Regions from separate parts of the Mus musculus genome. Here regions 2, 3 and 4 are each linked to region 1. The links are chromatin contacts, called in public HiChIP or PLAC-seq maps. All regions are on one chromosome and are shown on one strand. The core of a region is the stretch at or near the end of the contact, and the rest is flanking DNA. Distances in the headings are between cores, read along the strand shown.

Region 1 (3,532 bases), core at 380-2,879:
CTACAAGGGCTTATATACAGCTTTCTTGACACTTTCTACAAGCCACGTATTGCTGTTAGAATATGTTTGATGTCCATATAAAGATATAGGTGTCACTAAATTAGTTTAGAAAGCCCTTAAGGGCAAGAAATATATTCCATGTCTTGCTCTATAAAGCACCCAGCAGACTTGCATTGCATAATACAGGGACTCATGAAAATGTCTATTAAATTTAGGCTATAAGAATGACAGGCCTTAGCCATTTAATACAGAGTATAAAGCTGATTTTCTTGGCGGTTTTCCTTATAAGGTAGTTAGAAGACATTAAACGATGTCTCTTGTGTCTGTGATTATCAACTAAGTTTCTGAATTCACTTTACAAAGAAGAAGGTCCCCCCCCCCCCAAATTAATTTTACTTGTAGGATGGAAACAAGACTGTAGAGACAACAAAACATCTGAAGCAAAAGTTCTTGTCTCTAAGACTGGGGCCAGTAGGATCTTCATGGTAGTTGAATTTCTATAACCATGGGAACAGAGATCCATAGCTTAGACATAGGGTTTGCTGGATAAAGGACAGTTTCAGCTCTGTTAACCAGTTCCAGAAAATGCGGTGCTGTCCCTCTCAGACTTAAAGAGCTCCAGGCCAAATTCATCTTTAAGTCACCAAATCTCAGCTTTAGGACCAAACTCAGGTCAGGGACCCACTAGCACAGAGCTTCAGCCTAAGACTTTGGCTCAAAACCACCACACAGCCCTCTAAAATCGTCCCAGCAAGCTCTAAGCAGCCAACAGAACAACGCGTATTTGTCCAGGTCAACAAAGATTCTGATGGAAGAGAGTACCAAGGCCACACAGATGAGGTGACCCAACCAGATTTAGTGAATATAGGAAGTAGTGGGTACTGTCCATCCTGCCTGACAGAGCAATCACCCTTCCCTGGAGGATTACACACACTCTAAAGCTGGCAGAAAACCGCGGGGAGACAGCAGAGCTGGGCTGGCGATGAGGATGGGGAATTTCCATGCTTCCAGGCACTTGCCAGCACTTCAAGCGCCTCAGTCGGTATTCCACGTCCGTAGCTGTCAATCTGCGCGGCCCCTACTAACGCTCAAACTAGTCCTAAGGATCCACTCGGGGTCCCGCGGGGCTTCGCAACCGCCACTTAGAGTTGTCCAAAAGGGGGGCACAAAAAACCCAAGGCGAATGAACAAACGCGCCCAGAAAGGCGAGGGCGCAGTTAAAGTGCCACAGTGGGCACAGCACCGGTGAAGAACGCGGTGGTGCTGACAACCCCAGCACTTGGGAATGCCAGGAAGGCTCGGACGCCGGATGCCAGGACCCCGGCCGCGCCGGAGGAAACCCACCGGGTCCCTGCGCCAGGAAGCCAAGGGACCAGCAGCCCGCTCCCCGCCCCGCCTCTGCCCAACTTCCGCGCCCCGCCCCGCGCCCGACCCTCTCCCCGCCGCGCCCGGCGCCGGCCACACTAACCTGCGCGGCCGCAGGCTCTTCCCGGGACGGAAGCGGGAGCCCGCGGGCGGCGGGCGGAGTTAGTTGGAGGCTCCGGGTCCCAGGGCGGGGACAGGCTGAGCACGCGGCCGCGGCCGCTGCTGGCCTCCTTCCTTCCCGGGCCGCGCGCTGGGCTCCGGGACCGCCCGCTCCCTCCCCCGGGGCGGCTCCCGCCTCGGCTCCGCCTCCAGCCCTCAGAGCCCGGCTTTGGCTTCCCCGCTCCCGGGGAGCGCGCGGCGGGTGCTTGGAGTCCCGGGCGGGTCGGAGGGTGGCCACTGTCCCAAGGTCTCTGGGGAGCGTGGAGAAGGCCAGGGCCCGATAGTCTCTGGGACGCGGCGGAGTCCCGGGTCCTTTCTGGCCAGCCCCGCGCGGTGACCGCGCCAGCTGCGTGGAAAGAGGTAGAGGACGAGATCTGAGTTGGATAGGGGGCTGCTTCCCGAGGGGGTGAGGGACCTCCTTCCTCCTCAGCGCCCTTTGGGCTGGGGCTCTGCCAGGTGGTCTGCACCCGGAGAGAAGATGCTGGTTTCGAACCCTTAGCTGAGGTGTAATTCCATTCGAAGTCACCTCCTGCAGCCAGGTCCCTGAATTCGAACCACACACAGGTTGCATGCGGTTTCCTGGCCAGAACCCCAAGACCAGAGGTTTGCCTTTCCTGACTTCCCACCTCCACCTGCTGTCCCTTTCTGCTTCTGAGGAGCACTCAGCTTTGGCACACAAGACAACCAGACCAGTCCCATCCCGGCATCGCCCTAAAGCAAGAGAAATAGGACAGGATGAGTAAAAGCCAGAAGTGTTGTGTGGTAGAGGTTTGGTCACTGCGCGTTACTATCTGCACACCCCCCCCCCCACGCACACACACACACAATTGAAGAGCTTTTAATAGAAACAGGTATTTAAATCTCCCCTTGTGTAGTGACTTTTGGAGTATTCATGGTGCCCTTGCTGTGCAAAGTCCTCTGCTTCTTTCTCCAGAGTTCCACCATATCTTTTATTTAATCTTATTGTCGCAGCAGATCCCTGTGCTACTGTGGCTCTGCAACCAAGTGCTGGTCTTTTCAAGGAGCTCCTCTCTGCCTCCATCTATGAAGTTCTGTTTGGCAGGATTGGGGGATATTGGAAGAAGGTCACTGAAGATGTGGAAGAAGTCCCTGGAATGAGATGAAGAAAATGCAGTGGAAAGGGGGAGCTAGGGTGAAGGAGGCTATGCTCTCAAGCCACAGGGGAATTCCCAGAAAGAAAATCCATTTCTCCATAGGGAAACTACTTCAGTGACTATCACAGCTTATCAGGCAGCAGTGGTGAGCCAGAGATAAATCAGGTTGACCAGGCCAGTCTGAGCTTTTATTTCTCAACCCAAATTCCAGGGAAAGCCTTTGACCCTAGGTTCTCAGGTAGAGATAAGAAATTCTTTGTAGAAACTAAATGTCATAAAAAGACGTCAGAAACAGATTCAGTTTACTGATGAGGGCGACACACACTAGGGCTGATCTTTGGCATTGCTCCTAAGTCATTTCTTTACCCTGGTCTAAATGAAACAAGCTCTTAAAACCCTTTTTGAAGCAAGGTGTCATTGAGATAGCCACTCTTCTGTGCTCTCTGTATGCACATTCATAGATATATGTGCCTTCTCCAATACAAACAAATAAACAAATGGTTAATTTTTTGTGAGAGAAGAAAACTTGATTTAGTGTTCTCAGGCTGTAGTGGACTTTTTTTTTTTTTTAATACAATACCTTCTGATCCCAAGAAAATTTCTTGTTCACAGGTGTGTGTGTGTGTGTGTGTGTGTGTGTGTGTGTGTGTGTGTGTGTGTGTGAAAGAGAGAGAGAGAGAGAGAGAGAGAGAGAGAGAGAGAGAGAGAGAGATCGTTAAAATGTCTAACTATACTCTTGTCTCATACCCTCAAGCTCCTGGTGGACAGTTTAGGGTTTCAGAATGCAAACTCAGTTCTGGTGTCCTAGTTTGGTTTGGGTGTTCTGTTGCCGTGATAAAACACACACAATAGTCAACTTGGGAGGAAAGGGTTTGTTCAGCATACACTTTCAG
Region 2 (3,532 bases), core at 371-2,870, 250 kb after region 1:
TGTATCTGGAGGATATTATTCTAAGTGAGGTAACCCAATTAAAAAGAACACACATATTATGCACTAACTGATAAGTGGATATTAGCTCAGAAGGTCAGAATACCCAAGATACAATTTGCAAAATATATGAAACTCAAGAAGAAGGAAGACCAAAGTGTGGAAACTTTGATCCTTTTTAGAAGGTGGAACAAAATACCCATTGAAAGAGTTACAGAGAAAAATTTGGGAGCAGAGACTGAATGCATGACCATCCAAATACTGCCTCACCTAGGAATCCATACCATAAACAACCACCAAACCCTGACACTATTGCAGATGCCAACAAGAGCTTGCTGGCAGGAGACTTATATAGATGTCTCCCGAGAGGCTCTGCCAGTGTCTGACTAATACAGAAATGGATGCTCATACTCACCCATTAAAGGAAGCACAAAGTCCCCAATAAAGGAGCTAGAGAAAGTACCCAATGAGGTGAAAGGGTTTGCAGCCGTGTATGAGGAACAACAATAATACCTAACCAGTAACCCCAGAGCTCCCTGGGACTAAACCACCAATCAAAGAAAACACACAGAGATACTCATGGCTCTAGCTGCATATGTAGCTGAGGATGGCCTAGTTGGTCATCGATGGGAGGAGAGGCCCTTGGTCCTATGAATGTTCTATGCCCCTGTATAGGGAAATGTTTGGGCCAGGAAGCAGGAGTGGGTGCAGGGAGCAGGGGGAAGAGAGGAGGATAGGGGGATTTTTGGAGGGGAGACTAGAAAATGGGATAACATTTGAAATGTAAATAAAGAAAATATCTAATAAACAAAGAAGAAATTGTCATTTACTAAGCAGATACATTTCTATTCCATGGCAGTTAATTAATAAATAATGTCCCAGTGGGTAAATGTGATTGCCATTAGAGCTGACCTCCACCTGGAGAGCTTATGTGGAGGATATGTAGGACAAACCAATTCCTACAAGTTGCCATCTGACTTCCATACATACACTATGACATGTGCAATAAGACACTCTCCCCTCCTCCCAAATTAATGAAATGTCAGAAATAGACAGACTTGAAAATTAAACATTTCTTTAGATTAACATTTGTAAACTGTACTTACAAAGTCTATTATTTCCTAAAGAAACAAATAACTAATCAGAAGATTTAAGGCTTGAGTAAGAAATTAGTAATCAGTTGAGAGAAAAATTCAAGTATTCTTTAATAATCAAACACCTTTCCTTCTAAGTCAAAGCTTATATAAAGAGCTCATCCTGTTCTAAGGCCATACACAGATAAGTATTCTTGAGACAAAATTTCTTGAACAGGTATTTCAATGATCTTCAGTCTACCTATTCCATCATCAAGTTTATGTGCTTATGGTATGAGAGGCTTAAAACAGTTTGCAGAGTATTTGTATAGGTGTGAGAACAAGCAAAAGTGTTGCTCTCTTGTGTCAGGAAGGTTGATTATTATCTGGAGATGAGAAGCAAAATCAAAAGTAAAGGAAAAGAAAGGAAAGAGACAAAGGAACATTCTCTAGGTGATATAACTGTCTGTTGGGGCAGGAGAGGGATGATGAGAGGCTCTTGAGCTGTGGGGAGGACAGCTGCTCATGTAGTCAAGGCATCATCATTATTGATTATTGTATTCAGTTTCAAACCATCTGTTGCCAAATACAGGCACTTGTAGTCCCATTCTGTCTTGTAGCTCCAGTGTGGGTTTTGTACATAGTTAATTTTTCGTGTATTTCAAAGGAAGGGACAGCTTGCACAGATGGATGATACTAGAACAAAGAAAAGACATTAGACTCTTCTGGTGATGGTTCTTTTGTCTAAGACAAGGTTATTCATTCATATTGAACTGCTTTAAATACTTGGCTGTGGTATGGCGAATATGGTTTCAAAACTAAATACCGCCATCTGGTGGTACAAAATCATCGCATTAATACCTAGAAGGTATTTCTAGAATTTTATTTCCTTCTTCCATTGTTAGTATCTTCAATGGCGTCATGATTTCAAATAAACTGGCTGATATAATCACTAAGCAAAAGAAAAAAAAGTACATATTTAAGACACCAATGAACATTTTGGAATGGGTCTCTCTAGATTCAATTATTTAGTAACAAAATTTTCAATCCAAATTATGTTTGCATTGAGAATGGTTGAGAAAATATGCAAAACCAGGGATCCAGTTTTGTCTTAGGCAGTTATGCAAAGCAATTTCCTGGTATTTGAGGCTATTATTTATACTATAGTCACAAAAAAGAAATCAGACCCACCTGTGGAATCGAGGACTCGTCCTGTGGATGAAAAACAAATCTACTTCCTTATTAGCTATGCTTTGGTTGATTCAGTGTAAACTTTCCTGACCTATGGAATTCATTTGTGTTTGAAGGGCAGAAACCTAGACTTTGTGCTTCTTTTCCTTGCATTTTCTATGCAGGAGACTTTGAATTTAACAGGGCTGAAACTAGAAACCAGTATCAGCAGAAACCTGTATTACTTCTCTGTATATCCTTCCCCTCCTATCTAGCTTTTCTATTTTATAAAGACTAAGGTACATTTTAAGAGAGGTTATCAAATGTGAAGTGTTTCCAGGCAACAGACCTAGTCCCTGTTATTTTTTTATTTTAGTGATTTTTATCATTCTCAAGGGAAACAATATACATCTGGCTAAAAGACAATGTTTAATAAATTTTGAATTACATCAAAATGAAGAATTCTTTTTTTCCTTATAGCCCTCGTAAGAAGAGGTTTTAACCAAAATGGAATTCCTAAAGAGCTAATCAGCTGCAATACCTCCTAGCTAAAATATTTTAATAGTTTCATAATTAAGAATTTCTTTACAGGTCTATTCCTGGATCATCTTTACTCACATTCTCAGTAATTTCTCTGCACGAATGCACATTTGCATATCAAAAGACAGCAACATCCTCACACACTCACACCCACATATCCCCCACACCCACATTCACACAAATTCTCTCTCACATGTACTCACTCACTCACACACACACTCACACACACACGCACACACACACAGAGAGAGAGAGAGAGAGAGAGAGAGAGAGAGAAAGAGAGAGAGACATAGTACTCATCACACAAGACTATGAATACTATGTGACATCCCACAGACCAACACATTATGCAGCCTTTAGTGAGTAATAGTTGACCCCCTCTAATTATTGGTTGCTCCCATGGAGGCTCGATGCCCAGTGTAGGAGAATGCTAGGGTGGTGAGTTGGAGGTGAGTGGGTGGGTGGGGAGCACCCTCATAGAAGCAGGTGGAGGGGGGGGATGAGATAGGGGGGTTGTGGAGGGAAAACCAGGAAAGTGGCTAACATCTGAAATGCAAATAAATAAATAAATAAATAAATAAATATTTCAAGGCAACAAAAAAGAAATTATTGTTAAAAGCATCAATGACAGACAGATGATATTGATTATCAAGTTCTAATATACAACCTCCTTTAGTTACCAAGGGCTTCAACCTACTCTTACCTCTCCCTAGTCACTCATTAGGGACAGCCAAAAGATGAAGTTCTAATAA
Region 3 (3,532 bases), core at 572-3,071, 180 kb before region 1:
CAGCTCCCCACAGAGGTTCCAACTCCATTAACTTTACATTCACAGAGAAGCTAAATGAAATGAAACGTAGGCGCCAAGCGACCAAATCTAAAGCTCAAAATTAGAATACGGGAGAAGGGTTGCTATAGGAAACCAGTCTTACAGGTTAAAAACCTTCTAAAGTACACGTGACTGGGGCCCAGAGGGATGGCTCAGTGGGTGACAGCATGAGCTGCTCTTGCAGGGTACCCCAGTTTGGTTCTCAGCATATTGAGTGCCTCACAGGGACCCAATGCTCTCTGCTGGCCTCCAAAGGCAGCTGCAATCACATGCATCTACCCTGAGAGAGAGACACACTATACTAAAATAATAAAGTAGGCATGATCATGGTTGTTTTACAGTCCCCTCGTTTACCTGCTTACATTATTAGGTAATGTAATTATTCTTTTAACTATTCTTTTATTTGCACATACTTTTATTTTACAGGAAATTACATAAAGACATGTACTTAATCTTTGCCTGCATGGAATGCATTATTGGAAATGACATAAGCATTTAAGTTGTAGTTTGACAACAAAGGAAGAGGGAAGCAAGTAGACTCCATCAATATGCCCAGATCCATGGCAAAAGCCTCTGTACTGTCATAGCACAAGAGTTACTGTTTGGCAAGCTACACCAAAATCATGAAGAAAAGTACAGAGTGGGTAAGAAGATTTTGAGTTAACAGTTATGGTCAATAGGCTTCATATTGGCATTTACAGTAGGCATATGACACACCATATCTGATTTAACTTCAAAAACACATCATATATTCTGTGATGACATCTAGCCAATTTTTTTTTAACTTAAAATTTTACCTAATTACATTGCGTGCTTGTTTCTCTTTGCACATGAAACAGATGCCTTAGAGGTCAGGCTGAATACAGAGTTACAGGCTACTGTAAGCTGCCTGATGTTGATGCTGGGAACAGATCTACATGTCTCTGCCAGGGCAGCACAGGCTCCTACATGCTGAGCTTTCTCAGGGTCCCTATGTAAAATGTTTTATAGTATTTAGTGGGCTGAAACTTGGGCTTTCTAGAAAATGTTGCTATTTTAAAATGATCACACCATGATACACTGTAGCTTATAGGTGAGATTTTAAAAAATATTTTTATTTTCTTTGGGGTGGAATTGGCAAAGGTAGAGGGTAAATATGAAGGAATGGAGAGATGAGTGGGACTTGAGTGCATGATGTGAAATTTAGAAAGAATCAATAAAAGGCGGGAAAAAAAATAAATGAATGATGATTCCTGAAGTGCTCTCATGAAAGTTGTATGATCCAATTTTACTCATATAAGTCAGAAATTTAGAAACTTTTTTTTTTAGGGTTCACATTAAGAAGAGTTAAAAAGATTTCTAGATTTAATTTCTTTAATTTAGCATATAGGAATTAGCTCACGTCACTCTCAGGAAAACGAATCTTTACCTATACTCTCAAGACCATGCTAAACTGTAGGAAGTCCAGGTGTACTTTTGAGGACTGTGAAACAGGAAACACTGCATCATTAGTACATGTCTCACAACAGTGACTGATGTGCACAGCTGAACTGTAAATAATCAAAGCTGCTCAGGGATCAGAAACCACCACACAGGAGGAACATCGCTTACAACACTGATGGACAGTGAGTGCCGTATATGTGTCTAGACCCTTGAAAAATAGCACGTGTCCCTTCTACATTGTGGACAGTTATAGCCAAAGATTCTGTATCCCCTTGTTTCTATGGACTGTAATGAACGCAGCTAAGGTGGAGTGAGTGCTCATCCGAGAAGTCTGCGGCCTCCTGCGCACACACTTCTGTGTTTGCACTAGTGCTAGAGTAAACACTGGCTGGCAGGAAGGGCGGCACATCCTGCTTCAGCACAGGCCTGCCTGTGAGTGGCATTTAAAAAAGCCAGCTGTTTTTAGATGGAGTGTTTACCGCTTCATATTTGGTGTAATTTACAAAGCACACAACCATTGTGTATACTCTCACAGAGCTCACAGCCTGTCTTTTTCCCTACTGCTAGAGATCACAGTCCCAGACTTTCTGGCTTCAAGGTTATATTCTCTGATTGTCTAGGATCCCACAAGTTTAAGGAGGCACTTCACCTGCATTGAGGGAGGTTTTTTTGTTTGTTTTGCTTTTTTTTTTTTTTTTTTTTTGCTTTTTTTTGAAATAGTTTTTTTTTTTAAAGATTTATTTTATGTATATGAGTACACTGTTGCTATCTTGAGACACACCAGAAGAGGGCATCCTATCCCATTACAGGTGGTTGTGAGCCACCATGTGGTTGCTGGGAATTGAACTCAGGACCTCTGGAAAAGCAGTCAGTGCTCTTAAGCACTGAGCCATCTCTCCAGCCCTATTTTGTTGTTGTTGTTGTTGTTGTTGTTGTTGTTGTTGTTTAAACAAGTCAATTCTGTAAATGGAAAAATACTCACTTAAGCCAAATATGTTCCCACTTTTCAGTAGGAAACAGAAATTTCCTGGGTGATACATGAGAGTTCATATCACTTATATACATAAAATATGCCTAGTTTTTATGTTACAAAGGTAAAGTCTTCACTGACTTCATTGGTATCCAAGTACTGACACTGTGTACACTAGTGTATCCAAGTACTGACACTGTGTACACTAGTGTATCCAAGTACTGACACTGTGTACACTAGTGTATCCAAGTACTGACACTGTGTACACTAGTGTATCCAAGTACTGACACTGTGTACACTAGTGTATCCAAGTACTGACACTGTGTACACTAGTGTATCCAAGTACTGACACTGTGTACACTAGTGTATCCAAGTACTGACACTGTGTACACTAGTGTATCCAAGTACTGACACTGTATACACTAGTGTATCCAAGTACTGACAATGTGTACACTAGTGTATCCAAGTACTGACACTGTGTACACTAGTGTATCCAAGTACTGACACTGTATACACTAGTGTATCCAAGTACTGACACTGTGTACACTAGTGTACTTGTATGCACAGTTACACAGACATAACACCTGTACTTAATGTGCTTTAATAAACAGAGGATGTTGTTTTCTCCTCTTCTGATTGTTTATGGAGAGAAGTAAAAGACCCTACATAGAACCTAGTTCAACATAAATGACTCCTTGGGGAATTCATATGGGCCTGAGTCCATCCGCGTGCACAAAGACCTGCTGACAGACAGCTGATGTGGTGGGGGCACAGAGCATTCAGGAGCACAGCCTTAGGAGAAATATGCTGATTCTTTTTTGGAATGAAAATTGTATTGTAAAGACAGCGATTATCATTTTTTTTCAAAACTTGGTGTAATTTACAAAGCCTTTTCTTTGTAAAGGCAACCTATTCTTATTATAGTCTCCTTTGTTCCTTACAATCCTCCTAAACACATAAGCAGACATAAAGTCTATATAGTCTGTTTAAATGTTATTTACTTTTATATGGCTAATTGTCAGTTTTTCATATTAACAGTTTTTAATGGTAAAATTTGAACCTCATTTTAAAAATGTCTAATCATTTAGAAAAGTTCTACTT
Region 4 (3,532 bases), core at 733-3,232, 160 kb before region 1:
TTTGATATTCCTCTGGGATGAAAAGAGCAAACAGAACTTTTGCCTATATAATTTTTAGCAGTTTGGATCCTCATAGCTTTTAAGTGCTGTTGGGCTTTTTCTTTCTTCCCAGGCAAGGTGAAGCCAAAGCACATTTAAAGATCTTACGTTCCTTCCAGCTCTTTTAATCACTCTGTAAACTAAAAGACTATATCGCTGGTTGCAGAAAGGATATTTTGAAAGCCTACAAAATAAAGGATGTGATTTGTTGAATAAGACTCAGAAAAGACTGTCAAAGAACAATCTTTTAATGGAGATTTTTTTATTTACAAAAATTTATGAAAGAGATAAAACAATAATGTTGATACCAAAGGGTATTAACTGTGATTTGCTGATTCCATTTTTATATAAACCTAGTCACATGAGGTTGGTTCCTATGTGGTATGCCCATTACATCAAATAACGTAAGCCTATTAACAAATGCTTTGATGGCACTTGGTCTATGGAGATTTCCACTAATTGCCCCATGCTTTTCCCAGTTTCAAATACATATTGCAATTGTTTATTATAGAAATGACTAGAAAGCAGTTGCTGCAAGCCTCTCATCACACTAATTAATATTAGGATACACTGAGATGTTGCTCTACATGATTATGTAGGAGCAGGATATCAAAACATTGCTTCATGGTGCATGGCATGACATGCCGGTCATTCTGGACTGCTAAATATTTGACAATGGTTCCACGTGTCAGTGAAAAGCAGGAAGCTTAGAATATATTGGTATTTTTTTTCAGATTTTACAGATCTTCAGTGACACTGAAGAACACAATGAGAGGGGAAATTTCAAGACATAATAATTATAGAATACATTTCTGGGTGTAGAAAACACATTTATCATTGAACTGCCCCCACATCATCCTCTGCCACTCTAGAATAGACATTTAAGAATGGTTTATTGATTAGTCATGGCACAATAGAAAGCTCAAAGAAATGATTAAAATCATTCCCAAAACTGTAATAGTTACTTAAATAAACACTGGACAATATGGTTAAATTGAAAATATTTGGACTTTGGAATCAGACATATTAATGTATGGCTTGTGTCCAGATAGCTGATCCTTTGAATAAGTTAGTACACCTGAGCTTCTGGCTTCTTGTCTGTAAAATGTAGAAATGCTTGCTTTAAAGAGGCAGTAGGATAAATAAAATGATGCCTACAGATAACTTCGCACAGCCAATGGGACCAAAGAACCTTGGATGAACAGAACTGCAGTGTTTTTTGGGTGGAAACGTGAATTGTACAAAAACTGATGTCAGAATATCAATAATCTGAATTCACTTTGTATGAGCATTTAATCAGTGACTAAGGCTGATGCTGAACAGGGGACTAAATAATTACGATAACCACAGGATGTCAGTGAGCACCGTTATGTGCCTATTGTCACCTGTAAAATCCTTACATAAATACATGTGGTACAGGTTTCTACTGCGAGCCGGCCAATCCTTACCAGTAACTCCCAGTGGATGAGGGCATGTTGCATCCAAACAGCAGCATATGGTGGACAGTGTCCATGCTGGCCCGAGGCTTGAAGTCAACTGTCAGGAGAAAACAATACACAAATGTGACTACAAGCTATATGCGTATGTGGCAATGTCAGAGGAGACCACATCTTTCAACAGCTCGAATATCTGTTTAAAAATATGCTTTGATGCTTTCATGATAAAATGCCCCAATATCTTAAGGTGAGTATGAGTTAATAATTTGATTTAGGAATACAGTAAACTATTGTGTATGAAAAAAGAAAATATTAACAGGCTAGTGATGACTGCTATTAACACACACACACACACACACACACACACACACACACACATTTAAAAATGAACTGTCCCTTTTAATGTGGTGAATGCATTATAAGGGTATGATGTGAAAGCTCCAGGCTATTTATTCACCATAGATTTCCTTCCCACTTTAAGCAGAGTGCTGTGTACCAGAAAACATTGCACAATGATGCAGTAAAACAGAAGTCACAGCAAGTGGTCAAAACATGAGCAGAAGGATTCACAACATATCTATATCACCTTAAATCACAATGGCAGTCATTGAGCACATGGAGTGCATGCATATATGCCTGTGCATGTGCACACACACACACACACACACACACACACACAGAGAGAGAGAGAGAGAGAGAGAGAGAGAGAGAGATTTCCCCAGAAAGGAAAACATATGTGCAAATGTATCTTTAGAAAAACAGAAGTGCACTTGTGAAAAATACTAGCACCTATTAGCAACCCAATCCTGAGAGAGAGAGAGAGAGAGAGAGAGAGAGAGAGAGAGAGAGAGAGAGAGAGGGAGAGAGAGAGAGAGAGAGAGAGAGAGAGAGAGAGAGAGAGAGAGAGATTTCCCCAGAAAGGAAAACATATGTGCAAATGTATCTTTAGAAAAACAGAAGTGCACTTGTGAAAAATACTAGCACCTATTAGCAACCCAATCCTCCTTTCCTCTCAAAACCAGCATGGAAGATACTACAATAAGCAAAAACCAATGCAGAACACACAAGTAAATTTCATGGTTGTATTAGCAATGGTTGATATTAAGCTTAGCCTCCCTTTCATGGATGGGATTTTTGTCCCTTTTTGTCCTCACTGAAAGTGCTACCTGTGATGTAGATATATGAAATATATCTGCATATTTTTCTAATTATATCTCAGAGTACAGTTCACTGCAAACTGAAATGAAAAAAAAATACCTCCAGCTTTAAAAAAAAGTTTATGTGTCTCCAGTGCATACAAAAATGCTAAGCTAATATCATGTGTGTCTTAGGGCACCTTTTGCCCACTTTTGTCTGGCTCCTAGACAAAATTAATGAAGCATCATTTGTCATTCAAAAGCATAGTAAGACATGAGTATTATTAAATGGAAACATTCTATATCCAATTGTGGCATGGGACTTGTGGAGATGGCAATTTAGCAAGCATGCTCTCTGCCAACCTAACCTGCAGTTTTCACAGCAAACCAGAAGCTTTTCAGTTACTGCACTGAAAATAAGAGCTCAAATGCCACCACTTATGAGGCTAACAAAGAGGATGACTGGAAGACAGACTTACTATAACCTGAGGATCTGTTTTCTCAAACAAAGAATACAGTGGACCAAGGAGATGGACGCTGCTTTGGAAGTAAAGAGTAAACTGAAAGTTACAACAGCTAATAATTCATAGAAACTCAAAATTTGTTAGCAAGAGAAGAGGGAAAAGGATGTGACAGTGACTTCACTGTGACATCTGTCAACCCATGAATCACCAGCGTCACTTCAGCTGATTTGGTTGGCTAGGTGTGTATCCACTTCCTCCCTCTCTGCTCACTGCTGAAGCTGCTTGCTCTAGAATAAAGGAGGACCAGTCTTTGCTCAAGAGTATATGAGTAACTTGGTCCCTTGCTAGAACCTCCAAAGAATCATTCAAGGTCCATTTTTTATTTTTATTTATGTGTGTCTGTGTAAATAGGACACACGTTTTCAATTGCCTACAAAGATCAGTAGTTACAGTCACA

Evidence for each region. HiChIP or PLAC-seq counts read pairs in DNA pulled down with a chosen protein or histone mark.
Region 2: an H3K27ac HiChIP or PLAC-seq map of VIP interneurons shows a contact between it and region 1, with 11 times the contacts expected there. The contact joins the enhancer-like site here to the promoter of Pam in region 1. A contact is called at or near these places in 1 of 39 promoter capture datasets (hippocampal neurons), 1 of 484 Hi-C or Micro-C datasets (cortical neurons), 7 of 115 datasets of contacts at active chromatin or transcription factors (VIP interneurons, astrocytes, embryonic basal ganglia and 4 more) and 1 of 9 other capture datasets (pancreatic islet).
Region 3: a FOXA1 HiChIP or PLAC-seq map of pancreatic cancer cells shows a contact between it and region 1. The contact joins the enhancer-like site here to the promoter of Pam in region 1. A contact is called at or near these places in 3 of 484 Hi-C or Micro-C datasets (the N1E-115 cell line, embryonic fibroblasts and nephron progenitors), 6 of 115 datasets of contacts at active chromatin or transcription factors (astrocytes, bone marrow-derived macrophages, embryonic stem cells and 3 more) and 2 of 9 other capture datasets (adipose tissue and liver).
Region 4: an H3K4me3 HiChIP or PLAC-seq map of bone marrow-derived macrophages shows a contact between it and region 1, with 2.4 times the contacts expected there. The contact joins the enhancer-like site here to the promoter of Pam in region 1. A contact is called at or near these places in 2 of 484 Hi-C or Micro-C datasets (the N1E-115 cell line and nephron progenitors), 4 of 115 datasets of contacts at active chromatin or transcription factors (astrocytes, bone marrow-derived macrophages and fibro-adipogenic progenitors) and 2 of 9 other capture datasets (adipose tissue and liver).

Annotation. Positions count from the first base shown.
Region 1 is chr1:98,094,017-98,097,548 of GRCm38.p6, forward strand. Pam (peptidylglycine alpha-amidating monooxygenase) reads right to left here and starts at 1,630. Exons shown (of 26, transcript NM_001357127.1): 1 at 1,469-1,630.
Region 2 is chr1:98,348,576-98,352,107 of GRCm38.p6, forward strand. No RefSeq gene overlaps it. Among named protein-coding and RNA genes, the nearest start is that of Slco6d1, 71 kb to the right of the region's middle. Within about 2 kb of position 1,621, at least 15 of the 459 cell types and tissues checked have an H3K27ac peak or open chromatin away from gene starts, as enhancers often do. A contact at or near this core is called in VIP interneurons, cortical neurons and heart atrium, where this site is marked.
Region 3 is chr1:97,916,845-97,920,376 of GRCm38.p6, forward strand. All of the region lies in intron 7 of Pam (peptidylglycine alpha-amidating monooxygenase), which reads right to left. The region is part of intron 1 of Gm31771 (a long non-coding RNA gene); the gene reads left to right. Among named protein-coding and RNA genes, the nearest start is that of Gm31771, 7.5 kb to the left of the region's middle. Within about 2 kb of position 1,822, at least 44 of the 459 cell types and tissues checked have an H3K27ac peak or open chromatin away from gene starts, as enhancers often do. A contact at or near this core is called in pancreatic cancer cells, where this site is marked.
Region 4 is chr1:97,933,164-97,936,695 of GRCm38.p6, forward strand. It overlaps Pam (peptidylglycine alpha-amidating monooxygenase), which reads right to left. Exons shown (of 26, transcript NM_001357127.1): 5 at 1,488-1,575. Among named protein-coding and RNA genes, the nearest start is that of Gm31771, 24 kb to the left of the region's middle. Within about 2 kb of position 1,983, at least 5 of the 459 cell types and tissues checked have an H3K27ac peak or open chromatin away from gene starts, as enhancers often do. A contact at or near this core is called in bone marrow-derived macrophages, where this site is marked.